3 separate regions of the Hordeum vulgare genome follow, and regions 1 and 2 are each linked to region 3. Evidence: chromatin contacts called from public Hi-C data. All regions are on one chromosome and are shown on one strand. Each heading gives the region's core, a stretch centred on a gene start, on an enhancer-like site or on the middle of the called end of the contact. The rest is flanking DNA. Distances are from core to core; before and after follow the strand shown. Region 1 holds the start of LOC123404515 (BTB/POZ domain-containing protein At1g67900). Region 2 has its middle 170 kb from the start of LOC123404515. Region 3 holds the start of LOC123401483 (SUPPRESSOR OF GAMMA RESPONSE 1-like).

Region 1 (3,775 bases), core at 1,065-3,564, 620 kb after region 3:
CGCGCCCGACGCCAGGGCGCGGAGCCGCTGCTCGTCGACCCGGTCGGCGTCGTCCTCCTCCGACCCGGACTTTGACAGCAGCGCCTTGATGTTGCTCGGCAGCTCGCCGGCGACGGGCGCGCCCGACAGCGCCGCCGCCCGCGCGTGCTCGAAGAAGAGCACCTGCACCACGACGCGGAGAGGGAGGAGCTCGTTCTGCGCCGCGTGCGAGCACGCCTTCTCCGACAGCTTCCGGCAGTTCAGCACCCGGCACAGCCGCTTTCTTGCGCTCTTGCTCATCTCCGGATGCGCCTGCAATGTACGTACACAAAGAAATTGTTTATGCGCAGAAGAGTTGAAAAACTACTAGGAGTACTCTACTTGGTACGTACTCCAACTTCCACGTAGGTCAGCGACACAAGGAATTTGAGGATTGGAAAAATGAAATCACCTTGAGGTACGAGTGGACGACTTTGTAGAGCCCGTCGTGCTCCGGCCGAGCACTGTCAGGCACGGCCTCAGCAATTGCGAGCAGCTTCTCCACGGGCAGGTGGGGATCCTTGGCCACCTCCATCAGGAACGCGTCCGCTAGCCTGCCCACCCTCGCCAACGCGTACTGCGACACCGGCGCGGCCGACGACGACCGACGCGCGCCGTCGAAACCCACGCTCTCGTCGGACCGCGACCGCCGGTGCCCGTCCGACCGTGCCGGGCTGTTGTCGTCGGGGCTCCTCGCCGGCGCGGTGGCCGCCGCGTGCCGCAGTGTGAACTCGTGGAGGATGGCCGCCACGGCGTCCACGTCGTACAGCATGTCACTCATGCAGGACACTGACGGGATGAGAAGGTCGCTAACGCTCGCCTCCTCGAGCTGCCATGCCACCCGCCTCACCAGCTCTGCCTTGGACGCGGCGGACGCGCTCAGGATGTTGGCCGCCTTGAGGAGCTTGAGGAGGAACGCGCAGGAGACGGCGTCCTTGTCCACCGGGAGAAGGCTCACGATCTTCTCCAGGAGGAGGCGATGCCTCGTGCTGATCTGCTTCACGCTGGCGCCGGCGGCGTCGTCGAACGGTTGCTCCGCGGCGAGCCCGTCCTTGGCAACGTTGGGCAGCCACCGGCGCGCGTACGTCTTGAGCGCGTCGCCGATGGTCTTCTCGTTGACGGCGCCCGTCGATTTCACGGCCACCATGATACGCCAGAACATGTCAACGCCGAGCTCTGCGATGTCGTGCGCCCACCAGGGCGACGCGGACGTGGACTTGGCGGGGATAACGGCGGCGGCAGGGTTCGCGATGAGGTCGGCGACGGCGTTCACGCAGCGGGAGGTGAGGCCGAGCTCCTCGCATAGCGGCACGTTGTGGCGTGTTGAGTGGAGCACGGCGAGCGCGTCCTTCCAGCGGCGGAGAAGGCAAGAGGCGAGGAAGGAGTCGAGCTTTGCCACGAGGTTGCCGCGGTCGGCGGCCTCGGACATGCCGAGGTGAGTGGCCGCGCAGCGGAGCGGGACGAGGTTGCGTGCGCTGACGGTGATTGTGATGCCGTAGCAGAACTTGGCGCAGACCTCGAACGCCTCGGCGCCGCCCGGGAAGCCCGCGAGCTCGATGAGGTCGCCGTCGCCGCCGCAGCCGGACTCGGCACAGAGCGCTTGCAGAAGCAGGCATTTCGAGAGCAGGGGAAACTGTGCGGATCGAATAAACAAGCGATCTTGTCAGGAATAGGATCCAATTGATAAGAAATTCATTCCACGAAAACAATTCTTGCATGACAATGCAAGCTAAGATTAGAGAAACAATCAGAGCTTGCCCGCGATCGTAACATGCGCAGAAAAACATTCATTTCTTGCCGAATCACATAGAGACAGAAAGAGATGAAAGAATCTGGTTCTTGGATTGGATGGTCCATTACCTTGTGGAGATGATAGAGGCATTTGCCCACCAGGATCTGCAGGTCAGTGGCCACCTCCGTATACACGGACCTGGAGCAGAAAGAAGCGCGGAATTAGGCACAAAACTCGGACAAGAAACCAACTGACAGAGATCGCAGGAAATCAGGATCGGCACCTCTCGGAGTCGGAGGGGGAGAAGAAGGTGTCGGGCCTATTGCCAAGTTTCATAAACTTCATGGTGGCCGAGTACTAAACAGAGGTAGGGGGGTTGTGAAACTTCGAGTGAGAGGAGGAGATTGGTTGGTTGGTTGGTTGGTTATAACCACCAGCAGGCGAGTGAGGATGAGTGCTAACTTTGTGTGAGCCGTGGCCTGGAGACATGGTGGCTCTACTTATATCATGCCCAAGTAAGTGGTTGGAGGGAAGAGAGAGAAACCTTCCTCAGATTCAGTATCCCCCTAATTCGAGGTGTCGTCGGATTTTATTTGATTTGATTTTATCAGAGGGAGGGGACAGGAATATGCAGTCCAACTATGCGCACACATACTGTTTGGTTTGCCATTCTATTTCATGATGATGCTGGTATGCGACCCTCTTAAAATTGGTGTGCCCATACTTATCACACGTGACGACATAAAGGTGTCCTTTCTCTTTTAAAAGCATCATTTGTGAAGCAACGCTATAAGACAGAGGCAGGAGGTGGAACGGCTTCGTCTTAAACTCAGCTTTGATGGAGATGTCAAGTCATGCCTGGTCGACGGGTGCTACGTTGTGTCATGCCTGTTCGGCAGGTGCTACGCACGACAGATCTTTTAGAGTCTCTGCGTCGGGGTGAGCGAGCGCAGGACGGCGACGCCGTTAGGCGTCGTGGTAACGTCGACGAATGGCCGGAATGGCAAGGATGATGCGAATCTCTCTCGTGAAGATGGGACAGCGGCTCGATGATGATGGAGGCTTCTAAAACGTGTGCATATGATGTACGCTTTAGATTTTGCAGCATCAGTTGTTAGATCGATACATTATACCATCGACAACGACACCAGTTTTAGATATGAGAAGTAAGAGCACTCCACATTATCAAGGTTGTAGGTGTGAATGGTGGCTTCGGGTGGCTTGATGTATGTTTTTGTTAAACCTTTATAGAATAATTAATAAAAATAGGATGTATGCATCGATTGATGCAGAGGCTGAGGGTTTAACATCCTTTTGTAAAAACAAAATGACGCGTGTGACATATTAGACATGCGTCTATATGTTTTATGCGACATAATCAGGAGGAAGCTGGTCGTATATGAACAAATATTATAAATGTCCACGTGTGTAGGAATTAATACTTAGTGTCACGACGTCTAACAACTACTACTCATTCCCATTTTGTGCGTGTAGCATGAAACAAATCTTCCATACGTCCTGACGCAGCTACATTAGTTACCGTCAGAATGACACTTTAGTTATCCAAGGAATGTCAACTTTAGTTAACCGAGATGAAAAATATAGTTGTAAAAACATGGCAACTTCTCTATTTTGGAAAACTATAGGTGTCACGTCTACTTAACGGTTGTCGCCGCACGTAATTAATTCATAGTTGTCATGTGTAGTAACTACTTGCTATACGTGGTCAAATAATAGTTGACATATGTGATTAACTTGTTGTCATGTATGATCCATTCAGAGTTGTCATGTGTAGTTAATCATAGTTGCCATGTATGCGCAACTATAGTTGTCATTAACAACAAATCATAGTTGTCATGTGTATTTATCTGGTTGTCATATACATGTAATAGTAGTTGCCATCTAACAACGTACTAGCATCGCGTGGACGAAAAATAGTTACCCACACGCACGTGGACTAGATATGTTAACTGTATGAGCAAAAATCATGTGTACATGTCGAATGATCGAACTCTCTAACGCCCA
Region 2 (3,534 bases), core at 283-2,782, 790 kb after region 3:
TAATTTTGGTATTCTAAACTATTTTTCAATTTATTGAATAAGTTTCAAAAGAATAATAAATATCAAAAAGGAAAAAATGAATTTAAGAAAAGTTTAAGATACTTTAAAAATCACCAATTTTTAAAAATGAAAATATGGTGAAAAAGAAATATGAAAGAAAAAGAAGCTGACACGCAAAACTTAAATCAAAATAGGGAAACCACTCTGTTTTTACATAAGAAAAATATCATACTTGAATTTGTCATATCTGGTAATGTATCTTGTTGGTCGCTCACGCTTTCATGTTGGCTACAGGTCTCGAGTTTGAAACATGGTGCCTCGATGGTCTCTTCGGTGACCAGGGAATGACTGCATGCAAACAAAAATGTACTCGCATGATTTGTTGTCAAACATAGCGTAAAATAATTTTTATGGTGATTCAATATTTTCTTACGTTCTCTTTTCTGGTAAGAAGTAAGGAAAAATTATGAAACGTAAAAATATGGTGCATTGATGGTAAAATAGGGGGGGGTGAAGAATAACTATTCTTCACCTAGGTTGACGAGTATATATATACGTGTATTAAATATTTTAAACATAAAAATGTAAATTTTTAAAATTGTTGACCGTGTACCATAAAATGGTGATCAAACACTTAGAAAATGTTAAACATGTATAAAAATGTTCTAGATGAACACCCATAATGTAGGGTGTGTACAAAAAAAGGTCATCAAATAAAAATACTTGAACTGATTTTAATTATCTATTTAGAAAATGTTGAAAGTGTACAAAAAATGTTATTAATGTATAAAAAAATTAGAATGTGTATTACAATTTTTTAATATGAAAATAGAAATCTAAAAGTATAGATCGCGTATAATTAAAAGTTATTCAGATATTTAAAATATGTTAAACATTATTACACAAATGTTCCTAATATATACCTGTAATCTATAATTTGTACTAAAAAAGTAATCATCCAGCAGAAACTTTTAGAAAATGTTAAACATGTATATAAAATATTTCCTCACGTATATGTCACAAGTTCAAATGTGTATAAAAAATATTTGCATGTGTTGACGAAAAAAGGAAAAAGAAAAAAGCGGTGTAAAACAAAGAAATAAAACAAAGAAAGCAAAAGAACCATAGCAAAATTGAAGAAAAGTGATGAAAACTAAGAAAGGAACGAAGAATAAAATTGAAAAGAAAAGAATAAAACAACAAAAACAGAGGAAGGAAGAAAAGAAAAAGGAAGAAAGAGAAAGAAAATAAAAAATCAATAAAACTAGCAAAAATAAAAATATGTTGCGAAACTAAGAAAAGCGAAAGGAAAAGTAGAAGGAAACGAAAGCAGAACCAAATATCAGAAAGACGATTGAGCGACGAGATGCTAATGAGCAAAAGAAAATCAAAAAACCGGTTGGCCCAGAAGCAGCATGAAAAGGGAAACTCTTCGCGCGAGTGATGCTTTCATCCTTGGTGATGCCTTGGGAACCTCAGAGGAAAATCATATTTGGCGCTTATGCGCCAGTTAGCAAACGGGCGCATGTAGAGCAACTCCTCAATTAGCGATCTGGCCTGGCCCATGCAACATATGTTTATTCTGTAAACATGATCAAAATAGGAGTGTGCTGCACGAGTCGAACTCGAGATCAATTGCTTCATCTACAACGAACGCAACCACTACGCCATCGACCAACCAGCGATTCTTAATTTATTTTCTCTTATTTGTTCTCCCTTGTCGTCTGAATCTTCCCAAACCATTTTTTCCTGGTTCGTAGTCACTCCGGGATGGATTATTTATTTTTTCTTTCTTTTGTTCTTTTTTCCAACTCGTTTTTTTTCAAAACAATACTCCGTATTTTCCATTTTTGGGTTTTTGATTAGCAAATTAATGAACCTTTTTCGCAAAATCAATGAACTTTTTTCAATTTGGATATATTTTTTAATTTGATGAAAAAAAATTATAATTCGTTGAACTTTTTCAAAATTTGCTGAACTATTTAGTAATCCGATGATTTTTTTTTCCAAATTCGTTGAATATTTTATAAAACTAGTTGATTTTTTTTATGTTTTTAATTAAATTGATGAACTTTTTCAAATATGATGAACTTTTTTTCAAATTTGATGAACTCTTTCTAAAATTCGGCGAACTTTTTTTTCAATTGCGTTGAACTATTTTTCAAATATGATGAACTTTTTTTAAAATTTGGTGAACTTTTTTCAAATGTGTTGAACTATTTTCAAATTTGATGAACATTGTTTAAAATTCGGTGAACCTTTTTACAATTGGACGAATGTTTTTCCTATTCATGATTTTTTTTCAAATTCGTGAACTTATTTCAAAATTTCATGAAAGAAAATTAATTTCGTGGAGCTTTCTCAAAATAATGAACTTTTTAAAATTTTATGTAACTTTTACAAAAAATTTAAATTTGTGGTTTTAAAAATTTTATTAAATTTCTTTCCAAAGTTTATGTTTCTTTTTATATAATTGATATAAGATATATAATACTGTATCTTAAAGTTGTACCATGAGGGTCAAGTAGTATTCTTTCCAAGTAAAGGTCGTCAACGGGTGCTCGCTCTAGTGGTTAGTGCGTCTTGCTATTGTTCATGCGAGACGAGTTTGAGTCCCGGTTCTCTCGCAGTGAACGAAATAATCTTGTTTTAGAGTTAACAAACGAGTATGTGCCGAGGCAAAATCATCCCAACAACGAGCGCCTGCCATAACCGACGCTTAGGAGCTCCCAACCTCATATAGGTTGCGTGGAGGGGTCATACATAACACCTTATGCACCAGTTCATCTTTTGGCCAGGCCAACAATAACGAGCTAATATACTTGGATTTCTATGATTGCTCGAAGGTTGTCTCTTGGCTCGGTTCCCCCTTTGACTTTGACCATAGACCGTTTTACCCATTGATTGTGAACCTTTAAAAAATGGAAAACCAGAAGTTTCAAAAAGTTCATGAATACAAAATAAGTTCATGAATTCAAAAAAATCACGTATTGGAAAAATATTCTGAATTTTAAAAAGTTCACTAATTTATAAAAAGTACATTGATTTGAAACAATCACATTTGAAAATGTTCTTTAATTTTGAAAAGATACACTGATTTGAATAAAATTAAGCACTCTATGAGAAATCGTGAATTTGGCCAAAAGATCATGGATTTGAATATTATTCACAAGAGTCAAAAAACTGAAAAGAAAGAAGAAAAGGAAATAAAACAAAAACGAAGAAATGGAAAATAAAAAGTAGGAAGAAAGAAGACGGAAAACCAAAAGAAAACCAGTCTCGAAACTATCTAGAAGTTTCCAAATCATAAAACACCAGCGGTACGTGAAACATGCATGCGCCTTATGTACGAGCCCCGAACAACAACAAGAAAAATTAAATGGGTCGACACATTTCTTACATTGGTGATCTGGAAGGGTATGCGTCATTTGTAAAAGTGCCTCGAAACCAAATAGTATTTGGTCGCTACGTATATGGTGCATACAAGAAGAAGAAGAAGAAGAACTAAATGATAGACCCATTTCCTATGTAGAA
Region 3 (3,504 bases), core at 810-3,309:
CAAAAAAAAAATATTTTAATTTTTTTGTCCAAAAGGTAAGAAAGACGAGTGATAAATGAGAACACCAATTTTTTGAAAAAACCCACCTAAAAAACCGAAAACACGTAGAAAAGAAAAAATAATAAAAAAGAAAAACGCTTCGTGCCGTTGGCTGAAAATGCGTCAAACAATAATACGTGATGGTGATTATTCGGAGGGTTCCGAAGAAGCGCTCGCCAACGGGAGCTCCTATGCAGTGCTGCACGCGCCCGTTAACGATCCGACGCCTGCAGCGCCGCTAGCATGGGCCGGCCGCTAGAGTGTTGTTCAATTTTTTTCTTTTTGATTTTCTTGTTATGAAAAAATGTTAAATAAAAAAGGTTTACAGATTTAAAGAAAAAAGATTCATTCATTTGAAAAAAGTTCATATCTTTAAAAAAAGTGTCACTAATTTAAAAAATATCTTCAGTTTTAAAAAAAGTTCATTGAAAATAAAAAAGTTCATTAAACTTCTATAAAGTTCAATATATTATAAAAAAGTTCATAAAAAGTGAAAAGAAGTTCATCTATTTTTATGAAAAGTTCATTGAACTGAAAAAAAGTTCATAAATTGTTAAAAAGTTCATCAATTTTTAAAATGGTGTTCATCAAATTTCAAAAAACTTCACCGATCTTCAAAAAAGCTCATGAATCTGAAAAGTATTCATTGAGATTTAAAAAGTTCATCAATAATCAAATAAGTTCATAGAATTTTGCAAAAAAAGTGTTACAAGAGTTTAGATGGGTTGTTCCAGTTCGAACTCCACACGCCGTGAGTTAATAAAATGCACGTTAACTGATCCCTATGGCGGCAAATAGGAAATGCCCTCGTCAACGAAATCACTAATTAGCGACTACACCTTCCAACGATTATTCTCATCTTCACAGGTTGCGACAAATGGCGTACTGCATGCGTGCCATTTACTTTTTTCGTAAATCACTAATTAGCGACTACACATAGGAGTTTTCTCTTTTTTCGTAGATCCGTATTTTCAAAACGTTTTTATCTCCTAAACCATGCGTCCAAATCTTGAACTGTTTTCACCATTGACTTTCTCGCATCGAGATCTTCAAAACTAGATCCCGTGTTGATAGATTTTAACGAACTTTTTTTTTCACGAAAAAAACCCGGATGAAAAATCGTGCCTCACGCGATAGAAAATAAAAACTGAAAACGCGTTTTTTCCCTTTCCGGGAGGTATGGGTCGTGCCTCTTGCGAAGGCAAAACCGTGCCTCTCGTGAAAAAAAAGAGAGCAGAAAACGCGTTTTCCCCTTTTTAGGAGAGATACCCTCTCGCAAAGGCAAAACCGTGCCTTTCGCGGAAGCAAAACCGTACCTCTCGCAAAAAAAACAGAAAAATGTTTTTTTCCTTTAAGAAGAGGCACGGGCGTACCTCTCGCGAAGGCAAAACCGTGTCTTTTACGAAAATAAAACCGTGCCTCTCGCGAAAAAAAGAGGCACGGTCGTGTCTCTCGCAAAGGTAAAACCGTGCCTTTAACAAAAGCAAAACCGTGTCTCTCGCAAAAAAAATAGAAAACAACTTCTTTTTTCTTTTCGAGAGGCACGGCCGTGCCTCTCGTGAAGGCAAAACTGTGCCTCTCGTGAAAACAAAACCGTTCCTCTAAAAAACAGAAAACTTGTTTTTTCACGTAAAAATTGCATTTTTTAAAAAAAATTTAAAAAAATTTCCGTCAAAAAGTTACGATAGCCCAGTAAAAAAACGTAACACCAAAAAATAAATAAAAAAATAAAAATAGCCAAAACGCGTGCGAAAAAAATAAAATCCAATAAAAACTCTCAGAACGCAAAACGTGGCGGCGCGCGGAAGCTATCGCGGGGAGGCTCCGAAAAGAGCGCTCCCTTAGTTGCTTTCCCTCGTAAACTAGTTGTTCTCGTAATTAGCTTAACTGGTGTGGGCTGCGGTCAAACAGAAAACTGGTGTGGGCTGGGCTACGTTGGTGCCCAGACGGGCGGTCCAGTCCAGCAGGCGAGCATTAATGTGTTGTGGGGACCGCGTTCGGCTTGCCAAGGAAGGAAACCACAACGGCCACTGCCCGTGGCAACGCAGCGCAGCGGGGGCAGGGGTTTTTGGGGTTTCCCGAGGCGAAAAAGCGAGAGGAAACCGCGGAGCGGAGGCGTCGGACACAGGTCCCCGTTCCTTCCGACCTCGCTCGCCGCTCCTCTCCTCTCCTCTCCTCTCCTACCGCGACCCTTCCTCCGACGGCGCCCTGCCCTGCCCTGCCGCCATTACCAGCGAGGAAGGAGGCGGGGGAGCAGAGGCCACTTGGCACGGCTGGACCGAGCAGAGCGAGCGCGGGGGAGCAGGCACGCGCCCGCCGCGCCGCCGGCCGATTAGGGTTTCCCGTGTCCTGGTTCGTCGGGCTGGCCGATCGTCACGTGCGCGCTGCTCCGATCGGTCATCCGTACGCGCCGCCGCGATGGCAAGGTCGCCCCCTCCCTCCCCCTACCCCCTTTCTTCAGTCATTTTTACTCTGTCACTGTTGCTTAGGGCTTGTTCGATTGTTCCGGATACCCACATTTCAGCACTCTAGTTTCAGACTTTCAGGACTAGTATGTTTTCTTGCCTCAGTTGTTGCCCCCTTTACCATAGCACGGAGGAACTAAACTGTCCGTCGATTGCTCCGGCAACCAACTTTCCTCTAGCGACGCAGCTACTCTCTCCGTCCCATATCGAGAATGCCTATGCAACCATTCATAGATTTTGACCGTAGGGTCCAATCCGCCTGCTGTGTGCCAGCACTATAGGGTTCCAGGGTCTGTCGACAATAGTGCAAGCAGTTCCTGTAGTGGTTTCTTCTAGTACATTTTCAAAGCCTGCCCTGGTACATTGTGTCATTGATAGAGCAATGTGATCACATTGAAAATGCTTGCTTTCTTAATATGGCTAAGCTTAGTTATGTTATAGATAGCTTAATTGGTCGATACAGATACCCAACACATGATTAGGTACTCCGTTGCACCACATAGCTTGTTTGTCTCATCGCTCTGTTATGTAGCATTGTTCAGTCAACACTGTCCTGTCAATGTTTTGCCTTCTATGAACAGCATAAACAGGACGTCAATTGAAATATCCAATGTGTATTACTGATTGTCGATAGTTCCATATTGTTCCTGATTGATGTATTATCTCTTCAAGTTCTGCAGCTACTGTCTCATTGTTACCATGTAGCACCACTGTCTTATGTATCGACCTTTATAAATAACATTATCCTGTTCAGATTAGTGCATTTGCAAAGCCTGCCCAGGTACACTGAGTCATTGATAGAGCAATGTTATGACATTGAAAGTGCTTTCTTTCTTAATATGTCTAAGCTTACTTATGTCCTAGCTTAATTGGTCAATATAGATATCCAACGCATGATCAGGTTTACTCCGTTGCAGCACATAAGCATGTTTGTCTCATCACTCTGTTATGTAGCATTTTTCAGTCAATAGTGTCCTGTCCATGTCTTGCTTTCTAAGAA

What was found. A called contact is a pair of places that touch in the nucleus more often than the background predicts.
Region 1: a contact with region 3 is called in a Hi-C map of seedling, with 5 times the contacts expected there. The contact joins the promoter of LOC123404515 here to the promoter of LOC123401483 in region 3. A contact is called at or near these places in 4 of 6 Hi-C or Micro-C datasets (leaf and seedling) and 1 of 1 datasets of contacts at active chromatin or transcription factors (embryo).
Region 2: a Hi-C map of seedling shows a contact between it and region 3, with 3 times the contacts expected there. The contact joins the enhancer-like site here to the promoter of LOC123401483 in region 3. A contact is called at or near these places in 3 of 6 Hi-C or Micro-C datasets (leaf and seedling).

The regions. Positions count from the first base shown.
Region 1 is chr6H:328,879,918-328,883,692 of MorexV3_pseudomolecules_assembly, reverse strand. LOC123404515 (BTB/POZ domain-containing protein At1g67900) reads right to left here and starts at 2,314. Exons shown (of 4, transcript XM_045098445.1): 1 at 2,034-2,314; 2 at 1,879-1,948; 3 at 431-1,651; 4 at 1-291. The coding sequence starts at 2,095.
Region 2 is chr6H:328,712,364-328,715,897 of MorexV3_pseudomolecules_assembly, reverse strand. No RefSeq gene overlaps it. Among protein-coding and RNA genes, the nearest start is that of LOC123404515, 170 kb to the left of the region's middle. Within about 2 kb of position 1,532, at least 3 of the 3 cell types and tissues checked have open chromatin away from gene starts, as enhancers often do. A contact at or near this core is called in leaf and seedling, where this site is marked.
Region 3 is chr6H:329,504,901-329,508,404 of MorexV3_pseudomolecules_assembly, reverse strand. LOC123401483 (SUPPRESSOR OF GAMMA RESPONSE 1-like) reads left to right here and starts at 2,059. Exons shown (of 6, transcript XM_045095307.1): 1 at 2,059-2,465. The coding sequence starts at 2,458.